Regions from separate parts of the Mus musculus genome. Here regions 2, 3 and 4 are each linked to region 1. The links are chromatin contacts, called in public ChIA-PET, HiChIP or PLAC-seq and promoter capture Hi-C maps. All regions are on one chromosome and are shown on one strand. The core of a region is the stretch at or near the end of the contact, and the rest is flanking DNA. Distances in the headings are between cores, read along the strand shown.

What was found. ChIA-PET counts read pairs in DNA pulled down with a chosen protein or histone mark. HiChIP or PLAC-seq counts read pairs in DNA pulled down with a chosen protein or histone mark. Capture Hi-C pulls out chosen DNA fragments and counts their contacts.
Region 2: a contact with region 1 is called in a promoter capture Hi-C map of liver. The contact joins the promoter of Rtl3 here to the promoter of P2ry10 in region 1. A contact is called at or near these places in 6 of 39 promoter capture datasets (the 3T3-L1 cell line, the C10 cell line, embryonic stem cells and 2 more), 2 of 115 datasets of contacts at active chromatin or transcription factors (the SCID.adh cell line and large pre-B cells) and 3 of 9 other capture datasets (adipose tissue, liver and pancreatic islet).
Region 3: a contact with region 1 is called in an H3K4me3 HiChIP or PLAC-seq map of the 230-238 cell line, with 17 read pairs. The contact joins the enhancer-like site here to the promoter of P2ry10 in region 1. A contact is called at or near these places in 1 of 39 promoter capture datasets (pre-B cells), 3 of 484 Hi-C or Micro-C datasets (CD4 T cells and Th17 cells), 3 of 115 datasets of contacts at active chromatin or transcription factors (the 230-238 cell line, effector CD8 T cells and memory CD8 T cells) and 2 of 9 other capture datasets (adipose tissue and liver).
Region 4: an RNA polymerase II ChIA-PET map of effector CD8 T cells shows a contact between it and region 1, with 7 times the contacts expected there. The contact joins the enhancer-like site here to the promoter of P2ry10 in region 1. A contact is called at or near these places in 8 of 484 Hi-C or Micro-C datasets (CD4 T cells, CD8 T cells, Th1 cells and 3 more), 4 of 115 datasets of contacts at active chromatin or transcription factors (CD8 T cells, effector CD8 T cells, memory CD8 T cells and 1 more) and 2 of 9 other capture datasets (adipose tissue and liver).

The regions. Positions count from the first base shown.
Region 1 is chrX:107,087,165-107,090,636 of GRCm38.p6, reverse strand. P2ry10 (purinergic receptor P2Y, G-protein coupled 10) reads right to left here and starts at 1,304. Exons shown (of 3, transcript NM_172435.4): 1 at 1,210-1,304; 2 at 905-1,079.
Region 2 is chrX:106,838,935-106,842,539 of GRCm38.p6, reverse strand. Rtl3 (retrotransposon Gag like 3) reads left to right here and starts at 2,001. Exons shown (of 2, transcript NM_199468.2): 1 at 2,001-2,062; 2 at 2,678-3,605. The coding sequence starts at 2,886.
Region 3 is chrX:107,223,600-107,227,172 of GRCm38.p6, reverse strand. No RefSeq gene overlaps it. Among named protein-coding and RNA genes, the nearest start is that of Gpr174, 30 kb to the left of the region's middle. Within about 2 kb of position 2,117, at least 15 of the 459 cell types and tissues checked have an H3K27ac peak or open chromatin away from gene starts, as enhancers often do. A contact at or near this core is called in effector CD8 T cells and memory CD8 T cells, where this site is marked.
Region 4 is chrX:107,324,473-107,328,073 of GRCm38.p6, reverse strand. No RefSeq gene overlaps it. Among named protein-coding and RNA genes, the nearest start is that of Gpr174, 70 kb to the right of the region's middle. Within about 2 kb of position 1,808, at least 63 of the 459 cell types and tissues checked have an H3K27ac peak or open chromatin away from gene starts, as enhancers often do. A contact at or near this core is called in CD8 T cells, Th1 cells, Th2 cells and 3 more, where this site is marked.

The DNA of each region.
Region 1 (3,472 bases), core at 55-2,554:
CAATTGGATTCAGCAAAAAACATTATAAAAAGCAACTGTCCTAAATTTATGGCCTAGATAATCCGTATAGTTTAGACAATTAGAAACCCTAAGTATATTTGCATAACGCCTACCCATGTACCCTGTATTTTAGTTTTGCATAAATTCTCTAATTAGTAACTATAACAATGACTCCCTGCATTTATTTAAACAAGCAAAACAAAAATATCCCCACTTGAAGAATTCTAAAAATCGAGACTCTCTTCTCTTGAGAAGCTGAGCAAAGTCGGCATCATTGTATGTAGACTAATTCTGGGATTATCCAAGCACACAGTCTGCCATGAAGAAATCCCTAGAGAAGCTGGTTTTTGACTCACTACTGCTAGCTCCACTCTAAAGTGCATTCACTGAAAAGATAAGTGTCTCACATTTGAACTCTGCTATCTCTAAGCATTGAAGTTAGAACAACAATGAATCAAGGAATACCTCTGAACAAACTTTGACAATCAAACGGGTCATAGGTAGTTTTATACTACTGAAAGACACAGTCTTCTGTAAGGAAAAATGAACATGTGTTTTAAGACACAGTTCATAGCTGTAATTCTGCCACTAATTACCTGAATGTTCTTAAGTGGCTTCATCTCACTGTCTCAGATAATTTGACTGTATCATAAGGAATTTTTATCTGTATAGACCTTTTAGCTCCAAAATAAATCATCAGACTGTCTTCCTTCATGCTAGAGAAAAAAAAAAATACTATTTGTCCCAGTATCTCTGTAAGCTAAGATTACCATTAAGAGCTCAAACCTAGATTATTTTTTGTATGTAACTAGATAAATTACACACAGCACAAGTTCAAATCCTCTTTTATTGACTAAGTATGTCAAATTGTTCCAAATGAGACTAAATGCAACACTGTACTTACCTTTTGTGGCATCCACTACTCCTTGTCAACTGTATAGAAAGCCCCTTTAGCAAGCAGTGAGTTGCATCACATCCTTCATACTGCTATTGTAACAGTGGAAGCTGATCACATTATACTTCACTTTGAACTCTGGCTAGACTGAAAGACAATCACATTTCTTCCCTCTGTAACAATCCTGAGATGGGAAACCAAAGACCATTTTATTCAAAACACGGCCTTCACATCTGCCCCAGTCCAGATCTTTCTTTCTCCACCAATCCTCCCAAACAGAACCACAAAGTTACAGGTGCTGGGCTAGAACTTACCCTGATGCTGAGCTGGGATAGAGTCTTGTATATTTGCAAAGAGATGAGAGTAAAAAGGTACAACTCTGGGCAGCAAGCACATATCCTGCTGATAACTGAAAGAAAAATAATGTTGAAAGAGGAAGTAGAGCACATTAATGTCTCACCACAGAAACCTTGCTTGCACAGAACGTAGGTAAGTCCCTTGAGCAGATGACGTTAATCAAGTGTGATTTCTTCTTTATTTCGTTTGTGCTGTACAAACAGCTAATACGTCCTTGTCTTCTTAACTGTTACCTACCTTATTTCCTTCTACCACAACTCGAATGTTTTTCTTACTAAATCCAGTAGGTTTGGGGCCAAGATAAGACTTCTAAGCCAAATATAAAGAAAATTTACCTAAGACCTGGGAAGCTGCTGCTCTTTGAATTTTGGGAGGCAAACTTCAAAATACATATCAAAACTAACAATGGGACTCTCTCAGTTTAAACTTTCCACTCAATCTAGATCATCCTCATCTCTATCAGTCCATTTCTAGATTCACATTTTAATGTGTACTTAACTTGTTTTGTTTATTTATTGTGCCTTTGCTATACTGAAAACTACATCATACTGAGAGCAAAGGCTATGTCTAGATTATTTTTGTACTGTACATAAAGTATTTTCACAAATGTTTAAGTGAAAAGTGTGCAAGTGGGTGAATAAATGAATTCTCAAGGAATGTACATGTAAGTAAAAGAAAAGTGTGATTGATCACAGATCTGCCTCTAGTGTAATAGGAGTCTTCACAATGATTCTTCACAATGTCTATGGAATTGTCAGAAATACGCAAGTAAATACTACACACATAGAAACAACACTTTCAGCTAAGTTTCAGAAAAAAATCTCAGAAACAAGGCTTACTTACAAAGTAGTACAAACCTCTACAGGCATGTGAAAGAACCACACTTAGACTTTGCAGCCTGCAGCTGCAACAAACTTTCTGGGTAATAACCATAGTAAGGAAGAAAAACATAAATACTTGTGGGTTAGGTCAAAGAGTAGCATTTTGATTCACAGATAAGACTGGTGAAAGAAGGAAATAGTAGACCACGTTTTTGTAGGAGGGCAACCTGGAACTGCAACAGCTCATTTTGCAACGAATGCATCTTAGAAAAGCAGAACCGTTAGAGATCTAGGTGGAGCTAGGCCCAGCACTCAGGGATGTCCAATAAAAAGTCACAGGGGCGTTGAGGGATGGAAAAGAAATGATTTTAGCATTAGAAACTAAGAGTCTGGGCTGATTGATGATAGGACCATGACTTGTGAGGATTGGCAACAAAATAGGGTATTCTTCCTGGCTGAACTATGTAATGAAACAAGCTTGACCTTGCAGTCCTCTTCTTAATTCGGATTGCATAGATTTATCCAGCTCCAATCTGTTGTTAATTTCGTTTTTTGATTTGGCATCCTTACTGAAAAGAGACTAAGCTGACAGGCCAACACACATCTCAGTCCATTTGGCAGTTCTTTTCTGTACTATAAATTATTAAATTGGCGTCCTGTTGCAAATCTGTCCCTTGCGAGTATGAGCATTGTGAGCCAGTTTTCTAAGGTATTATCCTTCTCTGAAAAATACATATGTACTTCAAGATCTGCTGAACTTTGAGGCCAAAGCCTGGGATAGAAGGAGAAAGAAATCCTTTCCTGACAAGTGACCAGTGTCACCACATACCACATTCATTTCGCAGACAATTTCTTAATGTTGCTAGAAGAAAAGCGTGGTTACTTACCCCACCTCTCTCTTGTATTCAAGTAGCCTTGCCTATCATCATCTCTAACAAGGAAAGGAACAGATGAGAAGTTAGTGACCCAGATCAGGCAAGGAAAAAAAATTAAATTCAGGAAATATGTAGGTCGTCTACAAGGAACAAATCTGTAGACAAACAAAAAGAGCTAACTTAACAAGCATCCCTAACTTACTAGTTGCTGAGTTCAGTTGCTGGTCTGTGTGTCAATATCCCAGCCATAATAATCTAAATTTAGGGCAGTTGTCACATCAACTTGGATGCTTCCTTTTTTCTTGGTTACTGCATCATATATATTTCCTACACTGGGAAAAGTTTACAATTACACTTTAAATGTTATTAGGTGCTCTAAAAGTAATCTTTAATAAGTTTACAATTACACTTTAAATGTTATTAGGTGCTCTAAAAGTAATCTTTAATAAGTAATAATAACCATTATTGAGAATATTATTCATTAACATATAATTTATTTTTAAGGGAATCTATCTGAAATTAGA
Region 2 (3,605 bases), core at 752-3,251, 250 kb after region 1:
CTATTAAATTCCATAATTCTAAGATGACTATAAACAATAAATTAAAATTGTTACTTCTGCTACAGGGCTTATTATTGCTCTTAACTTGCATTAAGTGTGATTATCTTTTATACTACGATAAGCATTTTACACACATTATTTCATTCATGTATTCATTGTGTGGGGTGTGTGTGTGTGTGTATGTGTGTGTGTGTGTGTGTGTGTGTGTGTGTATGTATGTATGCATGCATATGTGTGTGTTATAGACTCTCACATAACCCAAAATGGCCTCGAACTCACTATGTAGCTGAAAATGGCTTAAACTCCTGATACTCCTGTGTCTGTTTCCTGAATGTTTGGATTATAATATTTGGATATTTTACTGATTATTCACACCACTCCTGCAAAGTTAAATACTGTTATTGGCTCCATTTCACAGTTGCATAAACTGAGGTTTGAACTCTAAATTTTAGAAGGACTAAGAAAATTACCAAATCTGTGCAAGTTTAGTGTAGATGGGCATAAAGGGAATGGTGTGGAGGATTATTTAATAGCAAATGAGTATTGTATATATATATATATATATATATATATATATATATTAATATATATATATATATATATATTAATATATATATATATATATATATATAAACAAGATTCTAGAAAACATAGCACTTTGAAGAACCTTAGTTTGGGTATAGATTGCTTTATAATTCCCAATAACTGTCAGGGACATATAAACATCACAACAGTAAAACTAGTTAGTTGTATAAGTATGGCTATCAGACAACTTAAATAGTTTATTCTATGTCTCAAACTGTCCACTCATTAATGATAAGAAAATAAAACAAATGTCATAACTATAACTATCTCTCTGTTTTTTAATTGGTGAAGGCATTATTAAATGTCTTTTTATTTCTTCTCAATGGGAAAGAATGCTTTAGTTTTCTGAAAGTTTTTACACAAATAGAATAAATTGTCTGATAATGGTGATATTTTTATGTATGTTTTACTTTTAAAATAATTGCAAGATAGGTACAGAACAAACTAAAGATGCACATGATTTTACTTTCTTCTTAAAGCCTCTGTATTCAGATTCAGCTAGCCTAGGCAGTCAATTTTCTGTGGTTTAGGCCTATTCTATCTCCAGGATTTATTCCACTATGCTAATAAGTGGAACTGACCATGTTTAAAGGAGACTTGGGACCATGGCTGAATTGCGTGATTTGAAGTAGCCTTATATAACTCATTGCTGCAATTAAAATAGTTGTTTCTGATCCTTGCTTTAAATGGCCATATGATCTATGCCTAGCATAAAACTATGATTTGGCATGAGAAAACAAAGAGACCAGTAAAAGTAGGGCATCCATGTGCTGTCAGGAGCTACCTGAGCAGCTCAGGTGGGCGGAAGAACCCTGGGCAGGTATATTCACAATCAGCCAAGTGCTTTTTACAAGATAGCCAATCAAAAGTTTGCCTCTCTGACATCCTTACTCTATTATAAGTTTCCTAGATCTGTCCACGGTGAAGATTCTAAAAAAGTATTTCAAGGTGGGACACTCGGGACTGAGTAGGTAGACAGGAGGAAGGACTGAGGGGGCTGTAGTTTGCTCTCTAAGTAAGAATTAAACAAACGTCTCAGTGTGGATAGAGTACGGGTAAGTTACGTGAAACAGACATAAAAAAATCAAATCCCAAACCACTGCGGTCATTCAGAAATGTTTGCAACTTTTCACAAGGGCAGTGGTATTACTCCCAATTTCCTGACCAAATATTTATTAAAGTAACCAAGGACTGAGTGCACGAAGCTGCCTCACATTGGCGCAGCATCCTACTTTCCTTCTAGCTCGGAACTGTGAGGTACTGTCAAAAGAGAGAGAGAGAGAGAGAAAAAAAAAACCACTCTTCCATACTCAAAATAGCTACGTTACAGAGGAGAGTTGGAACGTGTTCTGGGAGTGGGTGTGTTTGTTTGAGTTCAGTGTGTGCAGAAAAGGCAAGCCTCCGCAGCCATTCACACACTTCTCTCCTCAGCGATGGCTATGCAGACAGCAGAGCTCCAGCCCTACATCTCTAAATGGTAATGTACATCTATAAAGAGGATTTTGCTAACTATTTTGAAGCATTTTATAAATAATATGCATGTGCCTGCTTAATATGTATATATGTATGCTCATTTATTTATTTATTTATTTATTCAACTTTTGCTTGCTTTCTCCCGTGTCTGATTGTGTGTGGTTACTTGTGTGGTATGATTTCTGAGGTGGGAGAAAGAGCACCCCCACCCCCAATTCCTATGCTAGTCACTCAAAATATCTCTTGTGTTAGTCCTCCCAAACCTAAAATCCCCATAGCGCTCTAAACATCTGATTTGGTCGCTGAAAGCAGCTGCTAACATCCAAATGTTACATTGAAATATTAGGTAGACACTAGAAATTAAAAACGACTTAAAACAAAGGCATATGGGGCAATTGTTTCTGATATAGTGTGAAGTTTCAAAAAATGCAAACTGACATGTACAGTCTGGGTCATGTGCTTGTAAAATGTCATGAGGTCAGGGCAAATAAATATACTCCAGTTCATGAACATGAGCTTGTGGTAAAAGAAAGCCAGCAGAGTTGGACAGATTTTGTTGATTTATATAGAATGAGTGCTTTCCACAGTTTCTGATCCTCAGCTCCCTCTCTCTTCACAGTGTGTCTCACACTTCCCGGTGCTGAGCTCTAAGGCTCCCAGTGACCTCTTGATAATCAGCCTTGGCTGGGTCCAAATCCCCACCCCTTGGAAAAGTCACGGAGCCTGACGTCTGTCTGCCTGTGAGCCGCTTTCAGCAAAGACCTCACAAGCAGCTACTCAATCTCTCTTGGTAGCAAGTTGCCAAACCAGGCCCGTTTCCTCAAAAGATGGTAGAGGACTTAGCAGCTTCCTATGTTACTCTGAAATTGGAGAATGAAATTCTGCAGGCTCAAGTGAAAAGGCTCATGGAAGAAAATGCTGCCCTCCAGGCCCAGATACCAGAGCTCCAGAAATCCGGAGCAGTCAAAGAGCATGAACCACTCCGAAAGCCCTCAGAGGCCCAAGAGCCCCCAGAGTCCCCAGAGTTCCCAGCAGCCAGGGAGTCACAGAACCCCTGGGAACCCCCAGCAACCACAGAGCCCGGGGAGCCCACAAAGATCAGAGAGCCCAGGGAACCCTCAGCCATCAGTGAGCTCAGGGAACCCCCAGAGATCAAGGAGCCCCAGGAGCCCCCAGAGACCAATGAGTCTGGAGAATCCTCAGCCATCACAGAGTTCAGGGGATCCCCAGAGATCAAGGAGCCCCATTTGCCCCCAAAGTCCAAGGAGTACTGGGGACCTCAGGAGCTTCCAATGGTCAAGGAATCCTGGGAGCCCCCAGAGGCCCTGGATTCCACAGCCTGGAAGCCACCAGCAGTCAAGGAATCCCAGGAGATCCAGAAGGCTCTGGAGTCCCCAGCAACCCAGAGGCCCCAGGCGTCCCCAAGGGGTTATGATCTCCCAGCAGTCTGTGAGGCGGAGCCCACAGACAACCAGGGTACCCCAGCCCTCAAGGAGCTTCAGAGTCCACAGCTCCACAACCCTACAAATGATGAGGAGTCTCAGACG
Region 3 (3,573 bases), core at 868-3,367, 140 kb before region 1:
CAATTTTCATGTCTGTGAACTATGTGATTGTTTTCTTTTGAGAAATGACAACTTAGATCTATTGACTCTTTTACAGTTCATGTTAAGGCCTTGTTAGATGATGCTGAGAAAATTAGATGTTCACAGGAAGAAGAATGAAATTAAAGACATATTTATCACCCTAAACAAAAATTAGAAACAAGTGTATTTAATACCTCAATTTAAGAACTAAAATACTAAAATTTCTAGAAGTAAACTTAGACATAAACATCAAAGTAAACCTACAAGATAAAAGAGTGGGAAAGAACTTTCTGAGTAGGACTTCATTTGCCAAGGAATCATGGCCAACAGTTGATAACTGGGACTTTGCAAAACTAAAAGCTTCTGTACAAAACTAAGGAAACAGTTAAATGAATGAAGAGAAGTCCCACAGAATGGGAGAGAATATTTGTCAGATATACATGTGACTGAGAGTTAATATGCAGAATATACAAAGAACTCACAAAACAAAACGTTAAAGCAACATATGACCCAATTAAAAATAAGCAAGGGATCTGTGCTGGACAGATTTATGTCAGCTAGACAGAAACTAAAGTCATCAGAGAGGAGGAAAGCCTCCATTTTTCTGTAAAACATTTTCTTAATTAGTGACTTATGGGGGAGGGCCAAGTCCATCGTGGATGGAGATACTGCTGGGATGGTGGTCCTGGATTCTATTCTATTCTATTCTATTCTATTCTATTCTATTCTATTCTTACAGCAGTCTAAGTAAACCATGAGGAGCAAGTCAGTAAGTAGCACCCCCCCAAAGCCTCGCCATCAGCTCCGGTCTCCAGGTTTCTGCCATGTTTGAGTTCCTGTCCTGACTTCCTTTGATGTTGAACAGAAATATGGAAATGTAAGCTGAATAAACCCTCTCCTCCCCAATTCACTTTTCAGTCATGGTGTTTCATTGCAGCAGTTAAAACCCTAACTAAGACAAGATCTATACAAGGGTTATCAATAGAAGAAATAAAAAGGCCAAGAAATACTCAAAAAGTGTTCATCATCATTAGCAATTAAGAAAATGCAAATTAAAATATCTTTGAAACTTCATTTTAACCATGTCTTCTAGCAAGTAAATCTGTTTCAGTTTTTCTTAAAATGCCTTAAGTCTATTTTTGAAGGTTTTTATTGTGGAATATAACTTACTCTTAGTTTATACATGTTTTTACACATTTTGAATAATTCATCTCACTTCTTGTGATTTCCATTGTTCATCAGATTTTGGCTGTATCTGCATCCTCTTGCTACTTTCAGTATTTTCTCTATTTGAGCTCTTAACATTCTTACTATGATATGACTCTTTGGTAGAGTTCTTTCTACTTGTTCCATTTGATACTCATTGTATTTATTAAATTAGACAATTATTTTAAAAATTTATAAAATCCATAGATATTCTTTCTTTATTTTTTTCCTAACTCCCTGTCTGTTTCCTGTATTCCTAGTATCCCTACTACATGTCTCACACTTTTACCCAAGACTTTACTTATTTTCTCATACATTTTGTTTCTGTTCATTATACATCATAGCCAGTATTCGTCTGTCTTTAATTTTGTTATTTTGTTTTAGATTTTCTTGTACTAATCGTTTTATTCATTTAGATTTCAAATGATATCCTCCTTTCCAGTTCCCTTCCATATTAATTTGAAAGCAAATGTATTCTTGTTCTCCTCTAATAAATGCCATACTTTAGTTGTTTTAGTTTTCATTTGAGAATTTTTATTCCATATATACTTAATTGGTTTACTGTGAGCAGTTTTTACTATTTGTAAATACATAAAATAGGTGCTGTAATACCTTTGTCTACAAAGTCCGAAATCTCGGTTTTGCCAAATGTCTGCTTTTGAAGACTTTATTTTTATATGTGTGTGTCTATGCACGTATCTATATGTATGTGCCTGTGTGTATATGTGAATATATGTGTAAAAGTGTTCTCATGCAGGCCAATTGAGGGTTTCAGATCTGCTGGAGCTACAGTTACTGGCGGTTGTGAGCTGCCTGACATGGCTGCTGGGAAACAAACTCAGGTCTTCTGCAAGCACAGTACTTGTTCTTCACCACTCAGCCATTTCATTTCTCTAGCCTCTCAGATTTCTTTAAAGTTTGCTTCATTTCCTGAGAATGAGTCACATTTCCTGTGTATGGGTTATGTTTTATTATGTCTCTATATGTCTTGATTTTGGTACTTCTAAAAACAAGAGAAGTCATATTCTGTAGTAATACTGCTACTAAGTATCCTCCATTTTTGGCAATTATTAATGTTATTTGTTTGGTTAGCAATTTATGCTCAATAACTTGACTTCTGTGTCTGAAAAGTGATTCTCCTGACTTGTCAGTATCTGATGTCCCATCTCAGATCGTTCTCTGTACTATTACATCATTGAATCAGATTTCTTCAATTTTGGCTCGCTTGTTTAGCATAAACCACTTAATTATCAGTGGTATAATTAAATACACAGAGTCAGCTGGACTTTGTTCTTTATCACATTTTATGTAAGCATGTGGCTTGGAAACCTGTCAACAATTTAGGTAAGCTTTATTTTGCTGTTCTTTCTTACTGGGATTAGTAGCTCAGATGACTACTTCATAGCTGTTTATAAGAGATCTTGACTCTTTATTAACTATTTTGGGCATATGTAGCCTTACAGACGGCCAGAGTTGAATGTGATCTTATTTTTAATTCCTAGGTTATTAGTTTATTATTTAGTTGGCATTTGGCCCTTCACACATTTAACTGTTTACTTCATGATCTGTATGGCTTGGGGAAGCTTTGAAAGTAAGTAGTAGTATAGGCATACATATTCTGAATCTCCAGAGTCACTGCAATATCAGAGAGCTTTTCAAAGTTGTCTCATTTCCTCTTTCTGCCTATGAAATTTTGAAGCATCTCCTATTTTGTTGTCCCTTAATTGATCCTTTCCAAAATCTTCACTTTATGACAGGACTCTTAGATTTTAAGTCTTCATTCTTTTATGAGCTAGTTGTCCTCTTGTTCTAAGAAAATGCCTGATAAAAAAACAATTTAAAGAGGGAAGGGTGGCTTCTAGCTCATAATACCAAAATAAAGTCTATCATGGCAATGGAGAAGTTACTGGTGGCAGGAACATGAGATTGTTCTCACATTGTATCCTTGGTCAAGAAGCAGAGATCCATTAATGAAAGCTCATTTTCAACCTTTTTTAGTTTGGAGCACATGTTCATGGAATGGTGGCACCCTCAAGATGGGTCTTCCCACCTCAACTAAGGTAAGCCCTCACAGGCTTATCTCCTAGTTGATTACAGAGCCTGTCAAGTTGAAAATAAACATTCCATCACACCTCTATTCCAAAAATGTTAGACCCATTAAAGCTGTCTTTATGATCTACAGCTTTCAGTAATCATAGCCTTATGTCATCTTACAAAGGTAGAGATGACAACATGTTTGTTTTGGAATAAATCTCTTTTCTACTAGTGGGAGAAGTACAGTATAATTCCTGGTTTTCTTGAACAGACTCTCCCAGCATTTAACTTCTATCTTATGAGCACACACATGTGGTATTCATCAGCATTTAG
Region 4 (3,601 bases), core at 559-3,058, 240 kb before region 1:
ACCTACCTTCATTATCTTGGATGTAGCCATTATCAACTTCATATGTTGAGTTGAAATTTAAATCATACAACTTTAAAGATAGTATCATTTATCACTTTTTTGGGTTTCAAATAAAATGCCATTAACAGACTAAAATAGACTTTAGAAATAAGAAACACCTTTGTCATTTCATAGTTATATTTTGTGATCAAATACCGCACATAAAATAAAAGTTAATAATAATTGTAGTAAACAATGAAGCTGACCCTTAAACAATGGCAGCTTACCCTAACTACTTTGTACATTACAATTGTAATAAAAATAGAAAAAATTTCTAGCAGAATTAATTGCCTGTCTCTAGGTTTTCATTTTATCTGTAACTTTACTGTATTTCCTTGGTAAGTATTGAAATGAAAATGTAAACATGCTTAGTTCACACATTTCCAATTTCCTTGAGTGTAATTTTTGAAGAAAAAAATTGATGAAAAGTGATAAGATTTTTCTTGTCCAGAGTTACCTTTAAGAAGGGACATGACAATTTGTAGAGGCTCCACCAGCTGAGGAAAAATTCACTGGGCAAAACATACTAAGAAATAAACAAGAAATTATAGAAATTGGAAAGGAAACCTGAAAAAGTGGAAATGATGTCAATACAATATGCAAGTGTAAGATTATAAAAGTAAAAATATACTTTATTCTGGCAACAGCAAACTGTACACTAGCAGTCAAAACTTGGTTTTAGCCCTTTGTAGGATACAGGATTGTTTCTCTGTGGCAGGGCATAATAACTAAGACGAAACCAGGAAAACGTGGTTGAAGTAGTGCTATCCAAAAAAGATTCTGAACATCACTTTTCTCTTTTTGAAGAAGTACATTCCAATGTATGCTCCAGACCATGCATTGTTTTAACAGTTAATGACTAAAGCCAAAGGAATAGTCTGCTGCTGAATAGTTTGTTATAAAGTTTTCATTGCGTCAGTAAATAATGATGGCTTTTAAACACGCCTATTTACACTAACTTTAAATATAAAAGATCTCCAATATCTTACATCCAACTTACCTATCCACAGACAAAAGACAGTATCAAAAACCCAAACAATCAAACAAACAAAAAACCAAAACAACAAAAGGTTCCACCAGATGTAGTAGAGGAAAACAAAACCTCAAGATAGATTAGTACTCAACTTTTTCCTCCTGTACTCATACTCAGAGTCATTATTAATTGTAGTGGCTAAAAGCCCCAACCTTGGTAGATTGTCTGGGGTCAAAAATTGATTTTCATTTTTTTCCCAGTTGTGACTTCTGTCAAGTTGTACAATGTTTATGCCTCTATTTTTTTTATCTGTAAAATGTAATGATAGACCCTCCCCCCCCCAACTCATAAGTTTGATGATTGTACGCCTTTCACACACAGAATTTTTCATCATGAAATCAGGTTTCACCTGTGTCTGGGATAATTTTTATTTGATTACATTGAATTTAAAGAAATCCTTCCACACTTGTGCATTTGTTTATTCAGGGAGGTGTGCGTAACCCATTATATTTTCTATTCTGGGTATGTACAAATACTTTAGAGAGTGAAAAAGGAGGTCGATGAGAAGAGAAGAGAAGAGAAGAGAAGAGAAGAGAGGAGAGGAGAGGAGAGGAGAGGAGAGGAGAGGAGAGGAGAGGAGAGGAGAGGAGAGGAGAGGAGAGGAGAGGAGAGGAGAGGAAGTCTCATGACTTAAGTTTTCATTGATTTTTTTTTAGACTTCTTCAGTGTATTCACAGACTCCCACACAATATCTACCACCTTCCCCTGTGGGTCCCCAGAGACCCAAAGCCAGAGCATAAAAGCAAGCGCTTTCATTTTGCACTTGTGGAACAGTCAAGCACCACCCCCACCCAACAGCCCAAGACATAAAACAGTTGCTCCTCCTTTCTTCTTTCTTTTTCCATTTTTGCCTTGCTTCCTGTAGATCACTGTGTGTGTGCGCGCGCGTGTGTGTGTGTGTGTGTGTGTGTGTGTGTGTGTGTGTGTGTTTCTTTCTTTTTATTTTTAGATTTGTAACTCCTAGGAGTCTTTCAGGTAATGTCTCATTACATTAAAAAAAATGCAAACCTAAACCCTGCTGCATACATAGAAGGCAGATAAGCCATGCCTGTTAGACACATGGTACAACACCTCACAGCTGCCGCAAGCGAGACCTGTGTTCTTGTTTGAATGTGGTTAAGCTGGGAAACTGAAGTGTGGGTGTCTTTGGAAACAGCCGCTTAAGAGATCTTGAGATGAGACATACAGAAACCAACTCACAAAAGAGTTGTTCTAGCTCTGGCTTTCTTCTTCAATGACAAATGACATGTTTTTGTGTATGTCAAGTGGTCATTCTGACTAAAAGTCAACTTTAAACTCTTCCCCCAACAGACTCATCCCCTTGATTTAATGCTTTTCCCTTAATGAAGTTGTGTGGTTCTAAGGATTCTGTGTGTTAAGCAGATTTTGCTGGCTGCAGCCTGCATCAACACACTTATCTCTAGAAAAACACCATTATCTTTGCACATAAACCTTTAAAAGTAGTCACCACATTTCTTTGGTAGTACAAGGAAACTTCTGATTTGGCCAAAACACAGGAGAGGAAAAACAATAGTCATGTAGTTAAGAACTTCTTTTTGAGTTCTGGTTTAACTAAGCACTAGCACTAACTAAGGTGTTCCCTCAGGCCACCTGCTAGGCTCAGACAGACTGCCAAGGATCTTAATTACAGCTCAGATCACTAGTAGTTGTTTGTACAAATAAGTAGTGTACTGGAAATTTTACTTAATTTCCTTTTTGTATCAATATTTTTCTTTTTATAAAATTTTTATAGCAATAGGCCATACATCTTATGTGGCCATGTGGAAATTTAATGAATTATGATATATTTGGTCCAAAGCAGGATAGTAAGGTTTAAATATTAAATACTACCACCACTGTTATCTTGTTCTTCTTCATAATCATGATCATCATCTTTATCACTATCCAGTGTAGGCAAATAACTTTTATTCTCTATTTTGGAATTATTTCTAAATTGATGAGTATGAGGTTTAAATATTTCAAAAAATTCTGATATACCAGTTTCCAGGGAACATGGTTGCCTCTAGAGTACCATAAGAAATCATGGGTGACAATAAATGCTTATAGGTGATTACAGACTTATGGAAGCTAGCAAGTAAGTGTATGCTCCTTTCATGGGCTGATGTGAACTTTAAAGCAAAATCCACATCATTTATTTCACACCTATATCAGAGTAAATGAGTGTCTGTATTACTAAAATTTCTTCACCAATTGTTTTTTATTGTTTATTTTATTGATTTACATTTCAAATGTTATTTCCCTTCCCAGTTTCCTATCCACAAACTCCCTATCCCCTCCCCTGCTTCTATGAGGGTGCTCTCCATCCACCCATCCACTCCTGTCTCACCGCCCTAGCATTCCCCTACACAGGCTTCAAGCCTTCACAGGACCAAGGGCCTCCCGTCTCATTGTCCTACAAGGACATCCTCTGCTACATATGTGGCTGGAGCCATGGGTCTCTCCATGTGTACTCCTTGGTTAATGGTTTAGTTGCTGAGAGCTCTGGATGGTCTGGTTGGTTATTGTTGT